Regions from separate parts of the Ovis aries genome. Here region 2 is linked to region 1. A link is a contact called in public Hi-C data. All regions are on one chromosome and are shown on one strand. Each heading gives the region's core, a stretch centred on a gene start, on an enhancer-like site or on the middle of the called end of the contact. The rest is flanking DNA. Distances are from core to core; before and after follow the strand shown.

Evidence for each region. Hi-C and Micro-C count contacts between places; a contact is called where the count stands out from the background.
Region 2: a Hi-C map of hypothalamus shows a contact between it and region 1, with 2.1 times the contacts expected there. The contact joins the promoter of EVA1C here to the enhancer-like site in region 1. A contact is called at or near these places in 2 of 16 Hi-C or Micro-C datasets (hypothalamus and omental adipose tissue).

The regions. Positions count from the first base shown.
Region 1 is chr1:123,693,305-123,701,040 of ARS-UI_Ramb_v3.0, reverse strand. All of the region lies in intron 4 of EVA1C (eva-1 homolog C), which reads left to right. Among named protein-coding and RNA genes, the nearest start is that of EVA1C, 71 kb to the left of the region's middle. Within about 2 kb of position 3,335, at least 7 of the 54 cell types and tissues checked have an H3K27ac peak or open chromatin away from gene starts, as enhancers often do. A contact at or near this core is called in hypothalamus, where this site is marked.
Region 2 is chr1:123,764,495-123,772,230 of ARS-UI_Ramb_v3.0, reverse strand. It overlaps EVA1C (eva-1 homolog C), which reads left to right and starts at 4,148. Exons shown (of 10, transcript XM_060403751.1): 1 at 4,148-4,491. The coding sequence starts at 4,332.

The DNA.
Region 1 (7,736 bases), core at 2,086-4,585:
TGTCTCTACCCCATCCTCCCTTGTTCCTGCTGCTGCATTAGATCAAGGGACCATTGCCTGGTCATCTCAGGAGGCCCCCTGTCCCTAGACAGGGCTTTCCCCCCAGGGTGGCCGGAGGCAGCCTTCTAAAGGGCCAGTCTGATCACTGACCCTTGCACGTCCTTCAGGGCTCCCTATGTCCTCTAGTTTGCTTAGCTGAACAAGGTACCCGGATGACCTGACCTCTCTCTACAGAAAGGAATTACACTTCTTAACCTCAGTGTGGGGTCACTTAATATTAATCAGGGGTTCTTCTGAGCAGAAGTTGGTAGATCCACATGCAGGCTGAATGACTGATGTTCTGGAAGTTGCTGCCTTACGTTCCTGGGAAGTTGGATTCAGGAGTTAGGTTAAAAGCGAAAAGGCATCAGCCAAAGAAAACATTAACAGACACTGTGGCTAAAAGACAGGTTCCCATGGAGAGTTCAAGGAATCCTCGGGTCAGTCGTGAGTAAGCCTTGTTGACTCAGGAAAAGTCTGTGAATGAGACACTGAGCCCTTTGCTTGGCTGGTCAGTTTTAAAAGCTTGAAGTCCTGGCTAAGTCACATGGCAAAACCCCTGCCCTCTCCCCCGACCACCCCCACAGCTGCATTCATGACCCAGCACCCAGTGTCAGAGACCCACAGGCCCTGAGCTCTGCGGTGTGAACGGGTCCAGGGGAAAATGAAAGTGTCCTTGAAAGTGCCCATTCATCTCACCATCTTGGGTCCCCATCCACTCACCATCTCAAATGCCCATTGATTTTTTTTTTTTTTTAAGCAGCAAAAGCATTTTGTATTGGGGTATAGCCAATCAACAGTGTTGTGGTAGTTTTCAGGGAAACAGCAGAGGGGCTCAGCCATACATGTACATGGATCCATTCTCCCCCAAACCTTCTCCCACCCAGGCTGGAAGTGCCCGTTCTTCTTGTCCCCCAGCTCCCTGTGGAGGCCTTGACTCGGTACTCGCCTTTCGGGTTAGCACTGACGGGCGGGACTGTGTGTGTGTGCGGAGCCAGGAAACCTTGGCTGCCTGGGCCAATGAACTTTCTTAATCTTACTGAACACTAAGAAATTCTCTACTCCTCGGTGCAAGGTAAACTGTCCATGAAGGCTTTAAACCACACTTGGCATGTTTGTCCCACAGAATCGTCAGTTTCCCATCTGGTATAAGCACACTTTAATATCCCCCACTTTAGAAAACTGGACTCCCTCTTTTGACCCCATGCCCCTTCCGCTGCGCCTGCAAGTCTTGTGGGCACTCCCTGCTCTCAGGATCCCAAATCCAGCCCTTTTGCTCCCAGCCCACTCTAGACTTCTCTCATCCAGACCATCTGGGCCTCCTCCCTTCTCCTTGATTCCGTTCCCTCCCTTAGCCCCTTCTTTGCTTAGCAGTTGGAGAGAGCTTATCTAAGGCAACTCAGATCACAGCCCCCATCCCACTGTGTCTTCCGTAATTAGAATAAATCCAGTCCCCAGTTGTGGTCCCGCCTCTGGAGCCTCTACACTCATTCACACCGCAGTGTCTTTGCACAAGCTCTGCCTTTGGGCTGGGATGTTCTTACCCCACTTTTCTGCGTGGCCAGCTTCGTTTCATCATTCAGGAGTCCACTCAGACGTCATCTCAGAGATCTTCCGAGGCACCCCGCCAGCATGCCACCTCATCCTGGTCTCCGCCTCAAGCTGTCCTTGTCTGATGGTCTTCACAGTCTGGAGTCACTTAGGTGCTTGTGGTCTCTCTGCCCAGGAGCTGGCCAGCACTGCAGAGGTGCTGTGTGTCTCTGCCATGAGGATTCCCAGCCAGCAGAGCAGGGCCTGGCACAGAGTAGGTGCCCGAGTGAATCCTGAGTCCCATGAATGAATCAGAACCACCCCCACCCTGTTCCTAAGTGAGGTGCCCACACTGGGCTCAGCAAGTGGATGGTTGCCGGCTTGGTATGTGGGCCTTGCAATAGCTTCCAACCTCTCGGGAGATGCTGAAAATATGATTTTTTTTTAATGTAAAGTTTTCCAACTTTTAAAACACTGTGAGAGCCAAACAAAACATGCCTGCAGGCCCCATCCGGTCCACGGGCCGCCGGCGTGAGAGCTCTGCTCTCGGTTCCCAGTTATTACTGCGGCTCAGCCTTAGCGCTTTGAAGAAGGAGAAAGGGCTGTTTATTTTTGGCCCTGCAACCTGGCAAGAACTTGGAAGGATAGCTGCCTGAAGGCCAAGTGGTCAGAGCTCACCGTGGGCCTCTGCAAGGGGACGTGTGTGCTTTTCCTCTTGTGATATAAGCTAAAGTCTGGGGCAGTCCCGCAGGCTCAGAGTCTGGGTACCCAGTGCAGCTCATCACACACGGTCAGGAAGCAGAGCGGAGCGAGGCTTTAGCTCCCAGTTACTCGGCATGACGATGAGGTGGTTACGTGTGGACGTGAACTTGAGCAAACTCTGGGAGATAGTGAAGGACAGGGAGGCCTGGTGTGCACTCCAGAGGCTACTGCAGTGTAATGAAATACTCCCAAGTTGAATGGCTCAAAACAAAAATGAACAGTTAGTGCCTCACAGTTTCTGGGGGGCAGGGGTTCCAGGGTAGCCTGGTTGGGAAGTTCTTACTTAGGGTCTCGTGAGGCCTTGCGGAGTTGCAGCCAGGCTATCGGCTTAGGGTGTGGTCATCTGAGGGCTGAGCATCCAAGGAGGCTCCCTGACATGATGGACAGGTTGGTGCTGGTTGTTCATGGGTGGCCTTGGTTCTCCCCACTTGGGTGTCTTGAGCGTCCTTGCAACATGGCCGCCAGCTTCTTCCGGAGCCCGAGAGGCAGAGGAGCAAATGGAAGCCACACCCTGTCACCTCTCCAGAGTCTACCGTCACAGAGACCAACTGATTCCTCGAGGGAGGAGGCTACACGTGGATGTGAGTTCCTTGGAGGGCCATCCGGAAGGCTGTTATGGGCTGAATTGTGTCCCCCTAAAATGCCCTTGTTGATGTCCTAACCCCCAGTACCTCAGAATGTGACTGTTTGAGGAGATGTGCTTTTAAAGTGGTGACTAATTTGAGGTAATATAGGAGGATCCTCATCCAGTGTGACCGCTGTCCTCGCAGTAAGGGGAGCTCAGGACATGGACGCACACAGGGAAGACACCGTGAGGGTGCAGGAAGAGGTCGGCCACTTGCAAGAAAGGGATCCTTGGAAGGGACCAACCCGCCGAACATCTCCAACTTCCCGCCTCAGAACTGAGAGGACACAAAATTCTATTGTTTAAGGCTCCCAGTGTGTGGGCTCTGTTACCGCAGCCCTAGGAACTAACACAATGGCTGATCATCACAGCTGTCAAGCAAAAAAAATTAGAAAGAGCAGCAAGGCTGATGACCATGCCAGCTGTCAAAAAAGTGATGCTTTTGAACTGTGGTGTTGGAGAAGACTCCTGAGAGTCCCTTGGACTGCAAGGAGATCCAACCAGTCCATTCTGAAGGAGATCAGTCCTGGGTGTTCATCGGAAGGACTGATGCTCAAGCTGAAACTCCAGTACTTTGGCCACCTGATGGGAAGAGCTGACTCATTTGAAAAGACCTTGATGCTGGGAAAGATTGAGGGCAAGAGGAGAAGGGGACCTCAGGGGATGTCTGATGTTTGGATGTCATCACCGACACGATGGACATGAGTTTGAGTAAGCTCCAGGAGTTGGTGATGGACAGGGAGGCCTGGTGCACTGCAGTACACGGGGTCTCAGAGAGTCAGACATGACGGAGCTACTGAACTGAACTGTCATACAGGTTTAAACACAGATCTGGTGTCTCTACTGAAGGTGATGACCCAAAGACATTTCCGAAAGATCTTCAGGCAAGTCAGATCCTTCAGAACGTACAGCTCCTTCTCGGACCGCCCTGGAGGGTCAGTGGCTAAGACTCTGAGCTTCCAATGCAGGGGGCGCAGGTTTGATTTCCTAGTCAGGGAACTAAGATCCCACGTGTCACATGGAGCAGCCAAAATGTTTTTTTAAGAAAGAAAGAAGTTATGGCTCCTCTATTGGAAAAGAAACTGAAAGAAAATAGAAAAGTGACTGATTAGCGCTGGTCCCAGAGAAACCCCAGTGGAGCAGCATCTGACACAAGAAAGGATACACCTTCCCACAGACCGGGGCATGGACTCTGGAAAGCAGGCTTCCAGAAGACTCCCTGGGTGTCCACCACAGCACATCATTTCCTGCAGCAGTTACACTTTCTGGGTGGGCTCCAGGGGTGCTATTTCCTTAATAAGAGAGTGAGAAAAACCACACAGTGGGCCTCAAAGGCTGGACTAAGGCCACCCCAAGGCCAAGTGTGGGCAGGCCTGGACTTCTCAGCCAAAGATCAAGGTGCCAGGGGCTCCCACTGCCAAGACAGTCTCATAAGAGCAACCAGCCTAATTATCTAAATAAACACAGGTTGTAAAGAGCGATTAACTGCAGTTTCAGTGTGAAACAGTAGCCAAAAATATAAAAATTAAATAGTTGAGTATCTTGTTATCACATGTACTGGGGTGGAGGGTAGTCTGCCAGGCAGAGAGGTGCAAACAAAATCAGGCTGGGAGGGAAATAACCACTTAAAAAAAAAAAAAAAAAAGAGAATCCTGCCAGTGGTTCAGAGCTCAGTGTCAACAAGGAAATGGTCAGAGCTACATAGGACCTGAATTACCTTGGGCCTCTTCCTAAAAATACACCATGGGTTCTTTCACGCTCATCAAGATAAATTCTTTTGCTCCCAGGGTAACTATGAGTGCTGAAGCCTGTCTGTAAATCACGCTGGTCACAGGACCTCCTGGGTCCAAAAGGATTGTGGTCTTACAAATAGAGTCTTCCCCACCCTTTTCGTCTGTTAGCCTTAAGAAATATGATCAGGCACACATCCTAAGAAAATATAAAGTTTCTGGGGCTCTCCTACAGTTCTGGCAAGGGTGTGAACTGATACAACCCTTCTGAACGGTTTGGCAGTGTGTATCAAAAGCTTTAATATTTTGAATACCCTTTGACAAAGCAATCTACTTCCAAGAGTTATAAACCGTCATGCTTGTGTGCAAGTATTTAGCTCTAAGGATGTTTCACGCAGAATTTTTTATGGCATTAAACGATGGAAACCATTGGAACGTCTACCAATAGGGTATTTTAAACAGAGCTGGTTCATTTATTAAGTGAGAAACTATACAACTCTTTAAAATGATGCTTCTGTTAAAAATTTTTCATAAATATGCTAATAAATGAGGAAAAGTAGCATAGAGTCATATGTATATGATCCATTGAGGGGGATGGGCATTTAAATATAGAAAAGTGACTAGAAGGATGCTCTTTAAAGGTTAGCCATTGTTTTTCTTGATTAGTGGCATTTACTGAGGATTTTTATTTTCCTGGTTTAGCAGTATTTGAGGTTTTCAAGTTTTCAGCTATAAACATGTGTTTGAAACAGAAAAAAAAATAGTAGCTTACGGAAAAAACAATAATAGTTGTTGGACTTCCAAGAATAACTTCATAATTCTTTTGTTACTTCTTTTCAATATAGGTGGCTTATACAGAAATCATGTAGCTCATTTTCAATCTTGAGATGTAAGGGTTTTTTCCAATTGATAAATGTGTTAATAATAGATAAATTTCTAATTGATAAATATCCAAATAATAATAAGGCTCCTAAAGACAGCAAAAATATTCACAATCAACCCTGTGCACCCACAAAGCATTGAAAAATAGTAATAAAAAGGGGACTGCTGCTGCTGTTGAGTCGCTTCAGTCGTGTCCAACTCTGTGCGACCCCATAGACAGCAGCCCACCAGGCTCCTCCATCCCCTGGATTCTCCAGGCAAGAACACTGTAGTGGGTTGCCATTTCCTTCTCCAATGCAAGAAAGTGAAAAGTGAAAGTGAAGTCGCTCAGTCTTGTCTGACTCTTAGCGACCCCATGGACTGCAGCCTATGAGGCTCCCCCGTCCATGGGACTTTCCAGGCAAGAGTAGGAGAGATAAATTAGGAGTTCGGGATTAACAGATACACACTACTATACATAAAGCAGGTAAACAACAAGGACCTACTGTATAGCACAGGAAACTACATTCAATGTCTTGTAATAACCTGTAATGGCAAAGAATCTGAAGAAGAATATATACGTATAACTGAATCAGTTTTACACTTGAAACTAACACAACATTGTAAATTAATCCTACTTCAATAAAAAATTTTAAGTAAACTGGAAGAAAATTCAAAGGATATATCTTTCCTCCTAGATAAACTTCCCATAGCTCCTGGGGCAAGTTGAGGTATACAAACGGATCATTTATCATTACATTTGCAGAAAAATTTACATTTCTGAAGAAAGTTACCCCAGAGACACTCATATATGAAAGCTGTCTTCTATCCAGATATGAATTTTGTTTTTCTTTTTAAGAAAGTTCACTCTGTACGCTTTCATTTCAAACCAATGTAAACTCGCAAAAACTTGGAAAGTATCTTAAAATCAATAGGGGGGAAAAATCATCAGCCAAAAATAGCGCCCTGAGAATCTCAGTGATTCTCCTTCCAGTATTTGTGTGTGTGTGTCTTTATTTGCAGATTAAGCTGTAGTATAGAGGCCTCATCATTCCAGATGCCTGTTTTCACTTGAAAGAACCAAAGAAGGCATTTAGTTTAGACTATAAATTATCTAAGTCCCAAAGGCCTTTTGTAGAAGTGCCGCTTTCCTATCTAAGGTAGTGGCCGGATGTACCTGACGAACACTGGATGCTGCAATTGGGCCCCCTAAATGTAACCTTCCTGCAGTAGTCATGCCAACCAGTAAACCAGCACTGCTCTCCGCATCGTCACTGTCCCGCTGAGGAAACAGGCTCCGCGAGGGAGCTCATTCAACCTCAGCAACAGCTGGTGAGAACAGCTCACATTGACGCGGGCTTTGACTCCTGCAGTTGCTTTGCACAAGTCTCACAGAAAGACGGTAAAAATGATGTTCCTTGAGCTATGGGGGAGGAACACAGAGTCTCAGTGAGCTGAACAGATAGTAGGTGCTGGGCAAACAGCAGAGAAACCCCAGTGCCCTCCAGGAGCTCCCCATCCAATGAGAGATCCAGGCACAAAAGCGGCTAAGGGAACACAACATGACTCACCGGGAGCGTCACAAGCGCCCACTGCAGACCCAGCTCCATGCAGCAGCCCGCTCGGTGGGGCAGCCCGCGTCCTGGAAACCCCTATCCTCGCCCCTCAGGCTTGGGACTGGTAGCCTGTCTCTGCTGTTCCTCCTCGGGGCCCTGCACCATCCTTTGAGGTGTTCATATCCCATTCCCGCCTTTGTAAAGTCTCTTTATCAAGCCCACTTTACGTGGTCCGATGTGAGCTGTAGGTGGGCTGCCAGAACACTGTTCAGGCCGTTAGTCTTTACTCTTCACAGAGACATGCTTGATGCTCTGGCACTTCAAAACATTTCATTCCATCCTCAATGGCTGCCTGACTTGCTTCCTTCACTTCTCTGTCATTCATGAGAACCCCACCAAATTCAGTCCAGCAAGATGCATCCTGTAGACCAAAATATTCAGAAGCTGCCAGAAAACAGATGCAAGTTGCCAGGTAGAACTGACCCAGGGGCCGACAAGAGAATGACAGCTTCCGGTGGCCCCTCCAGGCGGCTTTTCTCAGCGTAGATTCGAACTCATGGGTCACCCTCCCAGAACACATTCCAAAGCCAGGTGTATGGGGCGTTTGCATTTCCTGGTGTCCAGGCCGGTCCA
Region 2 (7,736 bases), core at 2,899-5,398, 70 kb before region 1:
ACTTCCGCCTTCTCTCTGGGCCTGCAAAGCCCCAGGCCAGTGTGCGTCACAGCCTCCTTGTTACTCTCCCTTCCTGACCATCTCCCTGGACTCTCCAGTGGTCTTTGCACTTAAAAAAAAAAAAAAAAAAAAAAGTGAAGTCGCTCAGTCATGTCCTACTCTTTGCAACCCCATGGACTGTAATCTACCAGGGTCCTCTGTCCATAGGATTTTCCAGGAAAGAATCCCGGAGTGGGTTGCCATTTTCTTCTCCAGGGGATCTTCCCAATCCAGGGATCCAACCCGAGCCTCGTGCAGTGACAGGTGGGTTCTTTACCACTGAGCCACCAGGGAAGCCGATATGCCAAGCAGGAGACCTACGAGACTTGGATTCGATCCCTGGGTTGGGAAGATCCCCTGGAGGAGGGCATGGCACCCACTCCATTATGTTGGAGAATTCTGTGGACAGAGGAGACTGTTGGGCTACAGTCCATGGGGTTGCAAACAGTCAGACATGACTGAAGCGATCTAGCATGCACGAGTCACTTTGCTGTATAGCAGTAATTAACACAACATTGTAAATCAACTGTACTTCAATAAAGAATCTAAATAAAAAGGTTTTGAATGAACAGGCAGCTTCCTGGGGAATTCCTTGGCAGCCCGGCACTTAAGTCTCTTTGCCTTCGCTGCAGGGGGCTTGTGTTCATCCCTGTGGATTGAGATCCCGCACGCCGTGTAGCATGGCCGAAAAAAGAAGAAAGCTTTATGGAGATATAACGCACAGACCACAAAACTTACCCTTTTACAGTGCAGGGAGCTTTGGCATATTATTTTTTTTTGAAGTTATGGTAACTACACAGCATAAAATCTGCCACTTTAAGTGTATCGTTCAGTGGCATTAATTACATCCAGAGGGTTACATACCCATCATCACCATCTATTTCCAGAACTTTTTCATTGTCCCAAACAGAAGCCACATATCCATTAAGAAATAATTCTCTTTTCTCCTTTATCCCACCTCTCAGTAACCTCTAATTTCTTCTCTGTCTCTATGAATTGGTCTGCTATGGATATTTCATGTAAGTGGTATATATGCAATGCTTATCATTTTTTAATTTCACCTAGCACGTTTTTAAGCTGTTTCCATGCTGTAGCATGTATCAGAAGTTCATTCCTTTTTATGACTGGGTAATATTCCACACTTTGTTCATCCATTCATCCATCCAAGGACGCTTAGATTGCTCTCCATTTGGCTTCTGTGAATAAAGCTGCTATGAACACAGATGCGCAAATATCTCTTGGATTTGATTCTTTTGGGTGTATTATCACCCCTGGACCCACTGTTGACCACTCTAGTCCAGCTGCACTCAGCAGAGTCATCTATGACCAACACATACTTGGTTGTATCACTCATCTGCTTACAACAGTTTGCTAGCTTCCGATGGAAATGCTCACAAAGCTGAGGACAAAGATGGCAACGCTCACCAAGGTCTCTGGTCCCTGAGCTCTGGCGGCTGACCTCGCCACATCACCTTGCCCTACCCTTTTCTCTCTGTTTCATCCCCTCCGTGCTTCTCAGTGGAGCTGTGTTCCATTTGGATTTCACATGTGCTCATTCATTTTCCTACGATGTTGCGTGTGTGTGCGCTCAGTCGAGTCTGACTCTTTGTGACCCCATGGACTGTAGCCCGCCAGGCTCCTCTGTCCATGGAATTTCCCAGGCAAGAATAGTGGAGTGGGTTGCCATTTCCTATTCCGGAGGATCTTCCTGACTCAGGAATTGAACCTGCATCTCTTGCATCGCCTGCATTAAAAGGTGGATTCTTTACCACTGCGCCACCTGAGACTTGGTGTTCTCCTAAGAACACTCTTAAGATGTTCATCCTCCCCAAATACCTAGCTTTTGCTTGACCAACTCTTCCCATCTTTCTCACCCATGTAATCTTAAAAAGGGCTTCCCTGGTGCCTGTCTTAAAAAGGTTGCCAACACCTGCCTTCCTCACGCCCTCTCCTCCTCCCACCCTCCCTCTGTCTTGCCCCTGTAGTCCCTTGCTGTTCATTTGGTGTTACCAGTTCAATGTCTGTCTTCCTCACCCGTGTTGTTGTTTACCTGCTAAATCATGTGCGACCGCATGGACTGTTGCCTGCCAGGCTCCTCTGTCCATGGGATTCTCCAGGCAAGAATACCGGAGTGGGTTGCCATTTCTTACTCCAGGGGATCTTCCCAACCCAGGGATCCAACCCGAGCCTCCTGCACTCACAGGTGGGTTCTTTATCACCGAGCCCCCAGGGAAGCCTCTTCCTCACTGTGCCAATGACTAATGTTGACTGAGCACTTCCTCCTTCCAGGCCCAGTTCCTACCCCCAACCTGTATCAACTCCTTAAATCTTCACAGTAAGCCTGCCGCCTTTACAGATAAGGAAGCCTGGGGATGCTGTCCCCATTAGGAGCAGTGCCCACACGGGCATGCTTGCAAGACCATGGTGGGAGCCCCCAGCCCTGAGGGAGCACAGTTCCCTTCCTGGGCCTGCATATTCAGCTCCTAGCAGAGGACCTAGCCCACAGAGGTACCTAACTCCTATCCAAACTAGATGGATCAATGGAATACAAGGTACAGGGAGGAAACAGTTTTGAGCAAAGGTCACTTACTGAATGGCTGCTAGGTGCTAAGCATCCTTACCCACCTCACCTCCCAGCCCCCGCCTCAGTTTCCTCAACCTTGAAAGTGCACAAGAATACTGAGGTTCAAGGGTTACTGAGAAGGCTGAACGTTTTCATGTAGGTTTTAAAAATCCTGGTGCCTGGCTGACTGGGTCCCACCAACACATGTTGGTGGTTACATCTGCCGCGCTCCCTGCCCCACCCCACCCCAGACAGATGAGGAAATGGCCGGAATCTTCCCTTCCCGAGCACAGAGTGGGACGCGATGACATCCAGCCCCGGGGTCCTTGCGGCCCACCTCTAAGAAGTTCCCGCAGGTAGGCCAGCGAGTCGCTTCGGATTCCCTCTCCAGGCCTTCCCGGCACGCGGTGCGGCGCGTCTCCCCTCCCCGGGCAGTTCAGACCCAGGGGGCCCGCAGGGCGCCTGGGCCCGCCCTTGGGCCTCATTATCTACGTTTCCGCGTCAGGCCCGCGGCGAGCTTGGCAGGCGCTCCAGCGGTGTTCGGGAACACTCTGTGCCGAGCGCGCTCCCGCCCGACCTGCCTCCCTCCCCCCCGGCCCGGATGCCCCGCGCAGGTTTGGGTCGGTGGACCCCCAGGTTCGGCACCCGGAGCGCATCCACGGAGCCCCCGTGCCCTCGGTGTCCCCCGAGCCCGGGTGGTGCGAAAATCCGCTCCTCGCCCACTGGCTGGGAGTCCAAACGTAGGTTACCCCGCGCGTCATCGAGAGGTTCAGAAAGATGCTGTGGCCCCATTTTAAAACAAAGCCCGTTTATTAGCGTTCGGCCAGGGTCTGGGCAGGCCCAGCGTCAGATCCTGAGCGCGGCTGACTCCCAGTACCCACAGGAAAAGTAGGCAGCTAAAAGAAACCTGTTCTAGACCATGTGATCCGTTTGGAGCACAATGCCTCCCCTTTCCGCTCCCCCCTCCGCTCCGCGGCGGTTCCCGTCAGGGCTGCGTCAGCTTTGGCGATCGCCAAGGCTCCGGGGTCTCAGTCTCCTCTCCTGTGAAATGGGGATAACAGTGCGTGCTTGGTGATTCTGCACGTGGTGCGCGGCCGGTCGCCAAAGACGTCAGTGCTGCGGTCCCACACCTCCCGGACCCCACCTTCCCGAGGCCCCCACCCCAGCCTCAGCCCCGCCCCGGGCTCCCGGGCTCAGCGCGCGGCGCTGGCTCCAAAGTGCGTCACGGGCGCTCCCCCGGCGGCCAGGGCGAAGCTGGCACGGGGCCAGCGCGGGCCTGGCCGGGGGTGCCGGGCGGTCTCAGAGGGGAGGGGACCCCCGGGGTGTGCAAGGCGCTCCAGTCGCGTGCTGTTGGGGGCGCCCTCCGCGGCGCGCGGCGCGCCAAGGCCCCGGCCTCTGGCAGCCTCGGGGGCGCGGAGGGGCTACACTTTCCCTTCGCCCCCCGCCCTCGTTTCCTCCTGCGCGGCCCGCAGCAGATTTCCTCTCGGGGAAACTACGCGGATCCTTCCCGGGGCTCCTCGCCCCGCCCCAGGTCTCCGCCCCCTCCTCTTCGCTCCGGAGCCGGTGCTCGCCCGCGGCAAGGAGGAGGCGCTGGCAGCCTGGGCCAGGAGGTGGCAGGGGGCCGCGGAGACGTCGGCTACCGACTCGTCCTGCCATGTGACGCCGCCCTCCGCCCCGCGATCCCCCGTGCGCCCCGGGCCCGCGCCCGCGCTCCGTCGCGCGGCACATCATGCTGCTGCCCGGCCACGCGCGCCCACCGTCCGCCCCGCAACCCGCGCAGCATCCCGGCCTCCGCAGGCAGGTAGAGCCTCCGGGGCAGCTCCTGCGTCTCTTCTACTGCACCGTCCTGGTTTGCTCCAAAGAGATAGCGGCGCTCACCGACTTCTCCGGTAAGAAGCGACCTCCCTCGCTGAGCGGCCCCCGGCGCCGCGGGGCGCTAAGGTGAGCCCTCGGTTGGGGGCCGGCGCCCGAGGGGCAAGGCCGGGTTGCTTGAAAGTTAGGGCGAGCTAGGAGCCCTAACTTTTTCTTGCCGGATGCGAACTCTTCGCATATAAGTAACAACATGTGAGATGCCGGCAGAGGGGGTCCCCCAAGAAAGAAGGGTGGGTAGAGTGTTTGGAGTTTGTCTCCCGATGAGTTGACCTCGTCAGTATCCCAGGGTCAGGGGCCAGACTCCGAAGGATGCGTATCGGTTTAAAGCACCTTAGGCTGAGTCCTGTGCACCGAGCTCAGCGCTGTTGGTACACGTGTTGCGGTCTACGTTGTACCTCTTTGCTTTACGCGCAGTTTGGGTTTGCCCCAGCCGACCTCGCGGGTGCCCACGTAAGGAGACAAGTCCAGGAGACATTTGACCTTAAGTCTTTGCCAACAGACCTGAGGGAAACCCGGGGGTGGGGTGGTGGAAGGTCCGGTGGAGATGCCATGAGAGACGAGTAGAAGCTTGCAGTACCGAGAGAGGAGAGTCAGGGGTAAGACTTTACCGCCAAAAGGCACCAGAGTTGGTCCCTTCCAGCCCCCATCGCCTTAAAAAAAGAAAAAAACGACTTCCCCTCCCAGTAACCGATGAGGCTTTTCTTTGGGGGGAGACTGAACCGATCTCAAATAGTTCTGGGGTTGTAGGTGGGGCGCCACAAAGGCAGAGAGGTTTCTGAATTGATGCGGGCTAGAGGGACAGCATTCTTAAATTACCTTTGCGCTTGCTGAGAGTAACCAGACATCCCTGCAAAGGTGAATCAGACCTGGGTCTCCGTCTGGCGAGGCTGGTGGCCCTTCACCCTTTCCTCGCCCCTGCCCAGCCCCGGAAGCAGCTCTGGGTCCCATTCTTTGCCTTCTCCAGCATCTCCTGTCAAGGCCAGGCTTCCCGCATCTCTGCTTTGAAGGTCTTTTGCGGTGTAATCACAGTCAACAAGGCTCCTTCCTCAGACCCTGTTTGTGCAATACGCTAGTACATGGCAAGGGACACTGGCAAACCAGAAGCTGAGTTGGGTTTCTAGTTTACTTACAGAGAATGTCATTGTTAGCTGAGAGCCCTTGGGTCAGAGGTTCTTTGCTTTGAATATTTAATATCAAGGCAGTGTTTCTACCTCGCAAAGGAAGCCAAGACATGCCTATTTGGCAAGGAAACTGAGGTCCTTACGACCGAGGGTCAGAGCGCTGTGGTAAATGTGCTGGGAAAATGCTGAATTTCAAGTGCTGCTGACTTTTTCTTTTTGGTAATAGAACTTTCTTGGCTGCTGGGAAAGTTCTGTCTTTGCTGATTTAAGCTATGGAAAGCAGTCTGAATTCAGCCACCGGCAGGCTGCGAATATTGTTGAGCAAAGAACAGAAGAAAGCCAACAAGCCTTTCTTTTGTGACATCACTGTAACTGAACAAATATTGCTTTAGGTACCGGTGCGGTGTAACCATTAGATTGTTCTCACAGATTACAGGCACTTAGAGCTTGTTTCTTTAGTGAAGCGGTTGCAATCCCTGAAGCAGTCTATAGGTTACCACCCAAGTTTGGAACTGTCTAAAGGTAGCAACTGTTTTGGAGGGTGAACTTGAACTGTCAAACAGGGTGCTCTAAACTTGGAAGTGGGTGTTTTCATACATAGTTCTCTAAATGATTAAACGATAAAAGAAATTTTCTTGTGCTTTTAGTGGGAACCTAGATTCCAGGGTTTGAGACTCCCTGAGCCAATATTCGGTCGATGGGGACATTGCCAGGCAACCCCCATGTTTTCTCTTGTCAGCCTTGCTCTTTAGAGATCTGAAGACCAGGGAGAAAGTGTCTGGGAGCCTTTTGGGGAGAAGAAAAGAAAAATAACCTTGCCTGAAACCACAGACACACTCATGTTTAGATCTAAATTCTAGCTTGTATGGCTTTAGGGAAATATTAGAAAAGGCTCAGGGAGAAAGATAATGTCTTCCAAAATTGATTCATTTGACTTGAAACTTAATGAACCTTTAGGGACCCCCTTAGCCACGTGACATACAGCATCCAAGAAAATTCCTAAGCTCCAAAGATGACAGTCTGAGGGTTGAGTTGAAAGCTTTAGTTGACGCAGTGGATCCTGGTCATGGGAAACCAACACAGACACAGAGAGACACACACACCCCTCCCCAACTCCCACCTCTGTGGCCTCAAAGCCTGATTCCTGCTTTCCTGGGAACAAGAGGTCCTGTTCCTGAACTTAGAGGGGTGTGTAGAAACCAGTGCCTGAAAAGAGACGGTGGACCCTCCCCTTCGGAGCCTGCAGCGATAGCTGAGCCCTGGAGAGCAGCATTTGACAATGTCTTTGCTTGCTTGTTTTTCTAAACAAGGAAACATAAAAAATCCAGACAGAGGGAGGGCGGAGGGAACTTGGGATCCTTTCAGCCTTTGTGAAGAGGGGATGGAAGCAGGATGGTGAATCCAGGTGAAAGAAAGTGCTGAAATGAAAGGGGTCCTAGCCTTTGTCTGTACAGTATTGGGCCTCCTGGGAGATTAGCAGCACAGAATTTTGGAAAGTTACTTAAGCCTTTCTCTTCTTTGCAACTCTTCCTTGAGCTTTTTTTTTTTTTCCCCTGAGGCTGTCAGCTGGTGTAGTTTTCCTGGGTCATTGATTTTTTTGCCCCGGGGATTCCAGCATCACATCTCACTCTTAATAAGCCAGAGGCTACATCAGGGCCTCCTCTCCTCCCCCTTCATGCTCGTGACTTGTGCTAATCACCTCCAAGCCTGCTAGGAAACAGGCTCCCTAAACACCCCCTTCCCTCTCCTCCCTGAAGACATTGAGATGCTGCCAGCGGCCACTGGAAGGCTATCATCACTGCATTAAAAACACATCCCAGGAAGGCAAGAACAGTTCATGCAAAATTAGTGCTTCTGATCCTTAATCCCAAACTCAAATGGGCTTGGCGTTCGTCCATTTTCCTCTTTGGGATAGCGTTCTGTTCTTTTGACTGCATTCCCAACTTGAGGATTTAGCCGGAGAGGTCCAAACTGATCACTGATATATATGTTTTTTTTCATATATAGAAATATGATGTCAGCAGCATCTTTGTTCAAAGAACAAGGCAGGATGAGGGCAGAGGGGAGGGAGGGGTGCCATTTTGGTTCCAACGATTAAAAAGATCCTAAAGATCCTTTCTACATGTGGTCTGGCTTTCAAG